Linked DNA regions of Sus scrofa: region 1 is linked to region 2. The links are chromatin contacts, called in public HiChIP or PLAC-seq maps. All regions are on one chromosome and are shown on one strand. The core of a region is the stretch at or near the end of the contact, and the rest is flanking DNA. Distances in the headings are between cores, read along the strand shown. Region 1 has its middle 340 kb from the start of ALDH8A1. Region 2 has its middle 91 kb from the start of ALDH8A1.

Region 1 (6,284 bases), core at 3,323-5,822, 250 kb after region 2:
TAAATAGTACTAATGTTCTTTAGGAATGCATTCGTGCAACTGATTTAGTGTCTTTTAAGGAGATATGAGTAGGAATTACCTAGTCACTAATTTCTCTACTTTCTATAATTCTTTGTAATGATCTTTCTTTCTTTCTTTTTTTTTTTGGCTACACCCACAGTATGTGAAGGTTCCCTGGCCATGAATCGAACCTGAGCAACAGCAATGACCTGAGCCACAGATCCTTAACCTGCTGAGCCACCAGGGTACATTGTAGGCAATGATATTTCAGCTGTATTTGGAAAGTAGCTGTCAAACTATAAAATTAGCCTCCAAGTCCATAAAATAACATGTCATCTTCACACTAAAGATGAATACCTTTATGTAGAACATGGAAAGTTTCATTCCTTGGGTTAGTCCATCTGTCCACAACTTTACAGAAAACTGCCTACCAGAAGCTCAAACTCAGGTAAATAATTTGAGAAGTAATACATAAATTCATGGAAATAAAAGAAATCCTTTGTCGTGAGAAACTTTGCTGTGAGCATTGGGAGAAGAAACGCCTCTTCCCTCCTGGTTCCCATGGTTTCCCCTTTCTCCATCTTTCCATGGCTGCCTCCATCTTGTCTTGGGATCTCAGCTTCAAGGTCACTCTACAGTGATCTTTCTTACCAGCAAATCTAAGTAGGAGCCCTATTATGTAATTGTCTGTGTACCATTGATCACTAAATGATATTCTTGGGTTTTATTTAATGTCAATTTCCTTGCACTTGGAGGGCATGAACTTTGTCCTACTAATGCTGTAATCCCAGTGTCTAGAACACCTGCTAAGACAAATGTTATGAGTTTAACTGTGTATCTTCCCCCCAAAAAATAAGTGTTGACATCCTGACCCCCCATACCTCAAAATGACCTTTTCTGGAATACAGTCATTGTATATGTAATTAATTAAGATGAACTCACATGGAGTAGGGTATACCCTTAATCCAAAAAGACTATTCTTCTACAGGAAAAGAGACACAGAGAGCGAGAGAACACGCTCTCTGTGGAGACACAGGCACATGGAGAAGACGATGATGTAAAGACAGAAGAAGAGATTGGAGTTATGCTGCTACAAGCCAAGGAATGCCTGGGGCTACCAAAAGCTGAAATTGGTGAGGAAAAATTCCTTCTTTAAAGCCTTCAGAAAGAGCAGGGCCCTTCCAACACCTCAATTCTCCTTTCAAATGCTGGCATTCTACTCCCTCCACCAATGGCCAAATACATGCCTTAAAAATGATACTAAAGAAAAATAAGATTTTTGCAATAAAAACATGTTATATGGTAAATGGACTGAAATACATCATTCTATCGCAGTTCTCTGGTTTGGCTTAAAATGATATTGCTATCATTTCATCAGAAAGACTTGTAGGAGGAAAGATTTTTTACCATAACTTTGTACTAATGTTACTGTAAATTTGCATGCTTTAGCTAGTATCATTTAATAATTTAAAAATACATTATGTATTTTTTTTCTTTTTTTTTTCAGCAATAGTAGCATACTTTTGCAGCACTGGATGGAATCAGATGGTTGAACTGAAGCCAATTCTAGTTTTTAAAGCAAAGATTTTCATGACACTTCTAGGAGGGCAGATTTAAGGACAGGATGAATCAGTCTCAATATGATAAAGAAAACATCCTGGGTTATTAATTCTCAAGGTCTACATGACCCAAATAGTAATAGCTCAGACACACAAATCCAAAATTTATTCATTATTAAAATTAATGTTTAGTGATTCCTTTTTTAAAAATCTGAAAATACTTGAAAATCAATCAGGAGTGTGAGTGTGTGTGTGTGTGTGTGTGTGTGCATGCATGTCTGTGTTCAAAATAATTCGCTTTTGGTAACTGAAAAATCTTGTCATGAGATACTTGTGACTTCATTTATACCAAGCATATCTTCATAAATCAATGGGAAGCATCTTCATGTATTCCTGGTGCCATAAGAACAATTTCTTTAATAGGAACATTGTTCTATGATTGCAGTTTTCTCTCTGTTTTATCTGGACACAATGCACAGAATTAAGTAAAAATAAGCATATGGATGTACTGAAAACAAAGATCAGACTTTGTGAGGCATCACGTGCAGTGTCTGGAAGCATTTCCTGTCCCACAGGAAGCATTCACATCGTGGCTTGTCATCTATACTGTCTAGCCCAGGGTCTCCTAACTTCCTGGAATAAAACCAAACTAAGCAAAACAATAAAAAATGACCATCTCTCTGTGTTTTGGAATTCCAAAGTCGTATTACTGGAATGCTAAATCTTTCAACCCTACTTACTGGCTATTATGCTGTCCAGAATTAACAATGGTTTTTAATGATTTGTTTTTTTAAATGTAATGCTTCTATACACATCACACAAATCATAACAACTGATTTTACATTTATTCTAAAATTTGCTAATCTTGTGTCAAGGGCAAAATATTGACTTCTTATTCAAAGTAACTTTTGTTTTTACTTCTGTAAAAGGCTTGAACAAAACCCATTCTCCCTTAAACTATTAATTGAGTTTTAGATGTAGGCAGATGACAGGGAAGTGAGTAACAGACCAACAATCCTGTGAATTTACCATTCTTGCCCACTACATGTACTTGTTGGTCCAGTGGCTTCCAAATCTGATACTTGTTTCAACTTTGCCTTTCTAAGAAACCATCCCGTTTGGAAGTAGGGTTATATTTTATCAGGACCATCACTACCAACGACATCACCATCACCACTTCTCAATTTGTAGAAAATTCAGCATTACCTGACAAGTTGGCAAGATGTCAAAAGTGCATAGATTGTTTTAATGAGAATAGTTTCTTCTATTGTAGATGAATTTTAGGGACTCAGGTCAGTTGTGGGGTGAGCGTCCCCATCATACGCTTTCACATCAAACAGATTAGCAGGATGGTCTGGATGCAGAAGCTTCAAGAAATAAACAGAAGTTCTCCATTGTGGCTCAGCAGAAACCAATCTGACTAATATCCATGAGGTTGCAGGTTCAATCCCTGGCCTTGCTCAGCGGGTTAAGGATCCAGTATTGCCCTGAGTTGTGGTGTAGGTCACAGACTCGGCTTGCATCTGGTGTTGGCTATGGCTGTGGTGTAGGCAAGCGGCTCCCTAGCCTGGGAACCTCCATATGCCGTCAGTGCAACCCCCAAAAAGACCCCCCAAAAAAAAAGAAAAAGAAAGAAAGAAAGAAAAGAAAGAAAAGCCACTGCTTTCCAAACCAAGTAGAGAGTGTTGCTTTTACTTTTGAGAATGTGAAACAATGAATGAGGTGTCCCTGGGGTAAAGGGAAAAACAGGAGCTGCAGTTTGGAATGAGGTGAGTGCATATGTGATGGAGAAATGTTTGATTAGTGTGTAATTTACTATCTATTTTTAAAACAAATTCAGGTTATGGAAGCAAATGAAAGATTTTCCTAAAATTTTAGGACAAAAATATTCTCAAGTTATTTTCGGTGGAGTAAGCATTCATGGAGAGTACAAATTCAATCAGCTTAGGAGAAACATTTCAGATTTACCTAATCCAAGGGCTTTACTATACAGGTAAGGAAATAAAGGTAACTTAACCAAGTCCACTAGAATCCAGCTTTTTTTGTCAAGTCTCAGCTCTGATTCATAGCTCTTTGAGAAAAGAGGAAATGCGGAATTAACATCTATTGAATTTCATCCCAGGGCCAGACATGGTGACAACTGCCAAGTATGTCATCTTCACAAGCAGGGGTTAAGGGCTAGGCTCTCAATTACATTTTTTTTTTTTTTAGGCAAGAAATGAATTTATTAAGATAGGGCACTTGTGAGAGATGCAAGCAGGCAGGCAGGGAGGCTCTGTCCAATTACATTTCCTCAGTGGGAAACTGATTCCACCTTTTGTTACCTGTGTGACCTTGGGTGAGTCCCTTAAGTTCTCTGATTCTTAGTTTCTTCATGTGTAAGATGAAGTTCGTAAATGAACCTTCCTTACTGACAAAGATTGCATGAGATAATCCTTATAAAATCCTTAGTGGTGCTTGGCACGTAATGATGGCTCAATGAATATCAAATTAAAAAAGAGGAAAAGAAATTTTGCGTGTCATAGGGATGGGGTGGGGGATAAATAAGTGGGAGTAGATTTTATGTCTATTTTACAAATGGGAAAAATTATAGTTGGGTAAAATTCATACTTCTCCAACAAGTTGCAAAAATAGAAGCTGAAGTTTTATCTGTTTGAACCCAAACTTCAGGGTGTGTCTGCTACATCACAATGTCTTCCTCTGAGAGGAGCAGGGGATAGAAAGAAGGCGGGACCATCTACTTGGAGAGCTGGCTGCTGTGCTCATCCTGAGCTCAGAAAGCCTTCTGGCAGCTTCCCAGTGACCCTAGAAATTGAAGAAGCTCTGAACTGGGTGCTTCCCACGTGGCAGAAACCCATGAGAATATTCAGATGGTAGTGCAAATATCACTCTAGGTTAAAGTCTGGAATGTAACCTTGGCTTCCTTTAGCTAATTAGCATTCCTCACAGCTGACTTACCCCACTCCCAGCATGGGTAGAGCTTGCTCGGTGTCAGCTCTGCCAATGATGTGACCTTGGAAAGGTTACTTACCTCTTCAAGGCTGGATTAGGATAGATCCTCAAGCCACACCCCCAACAAGCGAACACAGCTTCTTAAAGAGGTAGACCCTGAAACCTCTCGTTTTTATGTAAACTTTTCACTAAATAAAGCTTACTTTGGGGGGAGTACACATCCTCTAAGTGACAGTTTCATTAATTTTCATAAAGTAAATACAGTGTCAAATCAAGTAGCAGATCAATCCGGTCCAGAAGACACTGGTTTGAGTCCCCTATTAGTCACTCTTTCCCAAGATAACCCACCATATTCTGACTTCTAACATCATAGAAGCTGTGCCTATTTTTGAAACATATATAAATAGAACCACACAGTGTGTGTTCTTTTGTATCTAACTTCTCTTACTCAACTGAATGTTTGTGAAATTCATCCATATTATTGCGTATAGTTATGGTTTGTTTTCATTGCAATATAGCCTGGGGTCAACTTCCTGTTTTGTGAATAAAGTTTTATTGAAGCACTGACAGGCTAATTTTTTCTTTCTTCTCCCCTGCTCCAGTCCTTGCCCCTGCCCCTCCCCCTTCCCTCCCTCCTCCCTCCCCCTTCTTCTTCCTTTTCTTGATGGCTTATCAGTGGCAAAGTTTTATTATGATCTTTTAAGCAAATACCAACAGGAGAATGTAATAGAATTTTATAAATGTTTTCCGACCAATGGATATGCTCAACTGAATCACATTCTATCAGTATTGGGCAATACCTATCTGTGTGAAAAGACAGATGAGATATATAAAATCTCATTACAGATCAGCAGTAAGAGATGAGTGTTTGCAATTGATTTCGATCGTACTTTGAACTCCAATGAAGCAAACTGTATACTCTCCAAAATAATTTCATTCTTCACATTAATAGACTTATGTTATCAAACATTTTATACAATTATTATTTTGCTTTGAATGTTATCAGTTCAATAGGTGTGAAAAGTGTTTTCTCTCTTGTTATCTAAGTACCTATGTTACAGCTTCAATTTTGCTTTTATTGGCCACAAAGCCTAAATATTTACTTTATGGTCCTTTACAGAAAAAGATTGCTGGTCTCTGCCCTAGACAGTGCCCAGTCCTAAAACTGAAAGGACACCCAATAATTTCTTTGTTTCTGAGTCCTGGATAATTTTTTCCAATAGAGAAGATCACATTTTTTTTTTCTCTTCTAAATGCTATGCTTTATATAGGGAAACTGCACAACAAATAAAAATGGATTATAGATAATTAAGGGAAGGCTATGATGAAAATAAGGTGATATGATAAAGATGATGTGACAGAGTGATGGGGACGCAATTAGACTGGGTAGCCAGTGAAGGCATTACTGAGCCGGTACCTGTGAGTTAACCCTGAATGAAAAAAGGGGTCAGAGGGGCAAAAGTCTTGGGGCAGACTCTAGCAGCACTGTAGAAATCTTAAGGCAGGAAGGGATTTGGTGTTTTAAGCAAAATAAAGAAGGCCAGTGTGGCTATACCAAGGTGAGAAGTGAGCTATAGGGATAGGGCTGGCAGCACCCAGGCCAGTCTCATGTCTGCCTTCTGTTAGATCATGAAATCTTCAGGCTAATTTGTTTCTGTATTGTCTGCTGCTTTCACACAACAGTGGTAGAGTTTAGTTGCAGCAGCGACTGTTTGGCTGTCAATCTGAATATATATTTACTATCTGGTACTTTACAGAAAAAAGTTAGCTGAC
Region 2 (5,920 bases), core at 2,649-5,148:
GTACAATCCCCCTTCCACGCTGCCCCTGAGAAATGTACTTGTCAGACTTGAGGAGAGTTTTGGGGCCATATTTTGTAAAGTTAAGCAGGCTATATGATAGCAGAAAGACAAAATGTCATCTGTTCTAGAATGGCAGTCCGGCCTAGGTCAATCAAAAACAGCCAATCCTTTCTGAAATTTAGCCCTTTGTTGCTACGCCTTAAGGACCCTGATTTCCTCTATCCCTTTCTCTTATCTCTGCATAAAGACCAGTTCTTCCGGGAGGCCCTGCCTGATTTGGATGCAAGAGCAGACCTGCTCTCTTTGCTCTGCATCCCCTGTAAATTCCACAGGAGCAGGACCTGGATCCTTCCATAGTACAATGCGGGGCTCAAGGTAGGCAGCCATTGTGGGTCTCATTTTTTTATATCACATTATGTCTCATTTTTTTACAGAGGTCAGTTGTTCAGTTGAGCTCATTCCCTATGCATGCTTCTCACAAAAGGTGACCCCAGTGAATGTGAACGCTTCTGCTTAGCAATGGCATGCACCTTGTCTGGATGTGGCCGTTGCTAAGTAGAAAAGACCCCTTGAGGTCTAGAGGCTCAGGTTGTAGTTTGCCCAGGGCTCTCAACAGACACAGAGTCTCAATCCACTCAGTTCCAACCTCTTTCTTGAACGCTTAGAGTTTTCATTTCTTATTTGTTAGGCAGTGATAACCACAAACAGACATCCCCTTTCGGAAGGCCAGGTATGGAGAAGAAATTCTCCTGCTGAGGCTTTGATGGTCATATGACTTTTACAACCGGCAGAGGTGAGCCAACATGGCCCCAGGCTGTCAGCTGCATAATCTGGCTTCGGAAAGTTCCAAGCCTTGGAGGCAGCTCTGAGCAGAGCGGAGTGTCAAGGGAGCCAGTTGCAAGAGCGTGGGAAGCTGAGGAGGCAGCGGGCCCTGGGTCATTCCCACCTCCCTGGGGCCTGTCCACAACCACTTTTCTGGGAGGCAAATGCAGAAATGATGCACCTGAATCTATGCGCTAACTGTTGAGCTGGGCCAAGGAGAAGCTGAGTAAGTCTAATTACTCTTTGTGGTCTGGCAGTTTCAGAAGCATGACTGTCCATTTTGTTCTCCATCCCGTGGAGTATTCACTTGATGAATGGAGTGTCAGCCTCCACATAAAACACTATGGTAACTGCCTTGGCCAAAGCACTATATCATATGATATTGGCTTGTAGCTCTATGCGAAATGTCTGGCATTGATTTGGAGAGAGATGCCAGCTCAGACACATACCGTGTATTGTCTTTGCAAAAGCATGGAAAAAGGAATAGAGTTTTTAAGACCTGATGCTTGGATGAAGGTAGTTAAAAACAGAAATAATAGCAGGCCTCACGGGATTGTCTTTTGAAGCATGATTTTTGTAGGTAGATTCTTTACTTGTTTAGCAAAGCAGAAACAGAAAACATTGACCCACGTTCAGAAGCAGAACATTTTTAAAAAGAAACATTGGCCTCTAACTCATCAGGTTAGAACTGGTTGCCAAGATTGTCTTTTAATGACACCTACCCGTGGATTATCTTTTCCTCTGTCACCAATGGGACTGATGTCTTTACAAAGCCAATGGAAACAGCCTTTTCTAGAAATCTTTACACAACTGTACCTTTCCGATGCTGAAGGTGACCTTTCTTACTCCTTTGTTCTTCAGCCTGTGGTGGATTACATTTGCCTTATTCTTTTATCACGTCTTTTAGTCTGAAAAGTTTCTGCCTATTTCTTTTATGAGTGCTTTTAAATAGAATGCCTATCAAATTATTTTCTCATTTATAAAGCAGGCTCGTGTTGAATGAGAATGAGATGATTAAAAAGGATGATTGTGAATATTTAAATGTACTTTCAGAGAATTTATATGGGAACAAAATTGGAAGAAAACCCAGAAAGTTTCTAATTTAAAATTATTTTATCTTTCTGATAAATATTTCATGCTCTTAGCTATCTTTGTTACAAAGAAATGGATTGGGAGCCAACAGGTCTGAGTTCTTGCTCCAACGCTGGCCAATAATTCATGTGCAGGGCCTCTGTTCCACCAGCTGCTCAATGAGGGTGTTTTTTTTAATGAAAAAAACCAAAAACCAAAAAACAAACAAACTTCAAAATGGCTGGAATGAATAAAGTACTTTATTTCCTGGAGATCTCAAAACATAGTCTTTTGTTGTAGCACAGACTACAATGGTATCTTATTGTATATAAATTCCAGGTTCTCCAGGATGGCATCTAAGGATCTTCGCATTGTCTTTGCAAAAGCATGGAAAAAGGAGACCTGATGCTTGAATGAAGGTAGTTAAAAAGAAACAATAGCAGGACTTGCAGGATTGTCTTTTGAAGCAAGATTTTGGTAGGTATTCTAATTATTATTTTTTTTAATTTTTTTCTTTTTTTTCTTTTAGGCATATGGTAGTTCCCAGGCTAGGGGCAGAATCTGCGCTATAGCTGCCAGCCTACACGACATCCACAGCAACTCCAAATACTAGGCATGTCTACAACCTATGCAGAAGCTCATGGCAAGATCCTTAACTCATTGAGCAAGCCTAGGGATCTATCCTGTGTCTTTGTGGATAATAGTCAGGTTCATTACTGCTGAGCCTTGACAGTAACTCCTGTATTCTAATTCCTAACTGCCTTTTGGCAGCTCTTCCCATTTGCTTTCTTGGGCTCTTTCTTTTGGTGAATACAGTAGACTATTTGCTATTCTTTATCAAACCATGTACTTTCTTGACTCTGGACACTTGTTCTTGCTGTTCCCCCTGCCAATCATGCCATTCCCACCTCTCTTTACAAACCAAAGACCTACCTACCTTCAAAACTTAAGTCCAATGTTTTCTATTTTTTGAGCAGCTTTTTGTAATCTAAGCAAAATGATTTTTCCCCTTCCCTTTGAGCTTACTTGTAATAGAGCACTCGTCATATAAGAAAATTGTTTGTTGATGTATTTTGTTTTCTAACTCCAAAATTAGGATCCTAAGGGCAGGGGAACTAAGAGATTAGTAAATGGTTGAGAACACCAATGATGAGTGAATAGATGTACCTGTCTGAAATTAGCTCACATGCTTGTTCACAGAACTGTCTTGGGAAACACCCAGAATTATTTCAAAGGCAACAAAAGTGTCCTGGTTTGTTGGTAGGTGGGGAAATACAAGGGTTATATCAGCAAGGCTGAATGAAAAGCGTAGTCTGGATCTTCACAAGAAAGCATATTTCTTTGATTAAACACATCAATTGGCAAAAGCCCCCAATCATGGTTAAGAGTGTTATTTTGCTGAAAACTCAAATCAAGAAACACTCAAAGGAAAACAGCCATGATGGGTATCGTCCTTGAGGTGGATTTTTTTTTTTTTTCTTTTTGATTTTTAGGGCCGTACCCTTGGCATTTGGAAGTTCCCAGACTAGGGGTCGAGTCAGAGTTGCAGCCTATGCCCCAGCCACAGCAACATGGGATCCTTAACCCACTGAGCAAGGCCATGGATCAAACCCACATCCTTATGGGTACTAGTCAGGTTCATTACCACTGAGCCACAACAGGAACTCCAGTGGTGGATGATTCTTGATGGCTGTGTTGAAATTTTGGCTTAAGAGGAGAAAAATGCTAGTGGGCAAAGGAGTTAGGGGAGAGAGTTCCACGGGGAAATGCTGGGTTTTGGAAAACTCAGAGAAGAAAAGGATCCAGAGATATAGTCTTGGGAGATCTGGAACAGCAGAGATGGGCAAGTGGGACGTTTTTCATCCCCTTGGATGAGCTGAAGCACAGCTCCCCTAGAAAATTCTGATAAATTGCCACTAGATGACGCTGTTTCCTCATTAGGCAGATAGGATGTCACCAGGGTGGCCCCACTCCACAGAGGCAGGAGTGTCAGCCTCAGGGCCTAGGATCTGCTTCCAGCTCTGCTCTCTGCAGAACGAGGCCTGGAAGGAACGGACCTCTGAGGCTGGAGGGATCTTTCATTTGTAAAACAAACCAACAAACAAAATCCTGGACTGGGTCATTTCTAAGGTCTCTCCAATTACTTTTTAAATTTCTTTTTTTTTTTTTTAATTCAAACCTCAGTGACGCCTTTTATGTGAATAAACACTTTGTACAAACATATCAATTTTTATTTAACAAAATCTCATTTAGATACATAAACTCTGTACACCATGGCACACCTGTGTGGACTGGTATCCCTTCTGGGCCTAAACATTTCTCACGTTAAATCTTATTTCTGCCCTCAAAGAACTGTGGAGCTAGAAAGAATCTTAGAGGGTGCGCGTTTCTGTCCTTTAGTTTTCATATCTAATATCTAAGCATAAGCTTCTCTGGGGGGGCGGGGTAGAATCATATCTTGCCCATCGCCACCCCCTTTTAGGGGCCATAGTTCCGCAACTACGACTTGTGCTCCAGGGCTGTTCTGCCTTGCATTCTCTTATGCAGGCTATTTGATATCACATGTAGGTTTTGAAGCTCTATCAAAACGTACTTGACCACTGAATAAAATGAATGGCATGGAACACCTCTCTACTGGGTTTGAGCTACTTTTCTCGCCTACTCTTGGGACAGGATTCTACAAACAGTGCTTTGCTCTGTGTTTGGCTCAGATGGGTTCAGTTAGGTGGGGCTTAAACTCTAAGGCAAGAATATGGTGCTGGGTTGAATGCTGTAACTGTGTCTATCCCTTCCCCCCAACTCCAGAGGAAGTCCCCAACTCCAGAGGAAGTCCCCCAACTCCAGGTCTCTGCCTCGTGCTTATCCTTCCTGGAGCCCCCGTCATTTTCACGCACAGAAGGGCTGCTTTTCCTGGTGAGTCCTCAAGGTCATTGGTCTGCTGCTTCCTATAGTAATCGTAACAACAATTTATCTCCTGTAAACAAAACAGCATATCCTTAACCTACATACCACGGTTAAAATAGTATCCTAGTAGGACAAGAGTTGCTGACTGTGAAAGAAAATGGGCAAAAATAAGGGAAAAAGAAATAAGGTTTGAAAACTCAGATGTTTTATTCCATGTCTTATAGATGGCAGTGATATCTATTTCTGCCTGAAAAAGAGGATGGACTTCAATTTTGTTCTTCCATTTTCTTTATACAGCTTCATGAAGACAGTTTTTAGTAGGTATTTAAGAAAAAAGGACAAGCATGCAATGACTCCTGAATGTACTGATGACCCCCTAATGATCTCCCAGGGACCCAGAAATTCCTCTCACCAGATCAGTTCAGACCCCGTGTTCACAGTTAACAAGGTTTCATTAGGGCTGAAAAAAAAATTTGCCTTTGCTTCCAAACATGAGCTAAGCTCTGATAGGGCCCCAGCAGGGAACAGATTTCTCTTTTTATCTTTTTGCTTCCCTGGTGTGTAATCTTGTCTTTTGAAATAGTTGCAATCAGAACAAATTACCTAAAGAGTGGGGCAGGAAAAGATTTCACAGTCATTGTGGGTATTTTTTAGTTTTCTTTAACAATTGGTACCTTCCCTTAGTAATTGAAAATGAGCCAAGAAATCTGTGTGTACTTGGCAGTGTTTTTCTAAGTGTGTGGACGAGAGAGGAGGGCTTTTAAGGTGACACAGATTGCTTCAGCCAGGGCTAGGCAGCTCTGGAAAACCAGCCACCTGCCTTGTGTCCTGGTTCTCTGCCTTCACAGGGACCACAGGGAGTTTGGGGGACAGTTACTGCTAAGGTTGGAGGGGAGGCAGAGGTGGAAGGGTTGAGTGGCTAGTCCTTGGCTCATGTTTCAGAAGCAGAGTTTAGTGTGGTTAGTTCATCCCTCGCAATCCTGAAGAGAGGCTAATGAATGGTGTGCCTCTGAATCCACCCTTGATTTTTGGTTGGTGCTCCAGTCCCACTAGGACCTCAGGTCAGTGTCAGGAAGGTGGGCTTATTGCATCTCTGAAATGCAGGGGTTGCTCTGCACTGGCT

The links. HiChIP or PLAC-seq counts read pairs in DNA pulled down with a chosen protein or histone mark.
Region 1: an H3K27ac HiChIP or PLAC-seq map of alveolar macrophages shows a contact between it and region 2. The contact joins two enhancer-like sites. A contact is called at or near these places in 1 of 47 Hi-C or Micro-C datasets (embryonic fibroblasts) and 1 of 2 datasets of contacts at active chromatin or transcription factors (alveolar macrophages).

The regions. Positions count from the first base shown.
Region 1 is chr1:29,393,794-29,400,077 of Sscrofa11.1, forward strand. No RefSeq gene overlaps it. Among named protein-coding and RNA genes, the nearest start is that of ALDH8A1, 340 kb to the left of the region's middle. Within about 2 kb of position 4,573, at least 8 of the 83 cell types and tissues checked have an H3K27ac peak or open chromatin away from gene starts, as enhancers often do. A contact at or near this core is called in alveolar macrophages, where this site is marked.
Region 2 is chr1:29,148,298-29,154,217 of Sscrofa11.1, forward strand. No RefSeq gene overlaps it. Among named protein-coding and RNA genes, the nearest start is that of ALDH8A1, 91 kb to the left of the region's middle. Within about 2 kb of position 3,899, at least 18 of the 83 cell types and tissues checked have an H3K27ac peak or open chromatin away from gene starts, as enhancers often do. A contact at or near this core is called in alveolar macrophages, where this site is marked.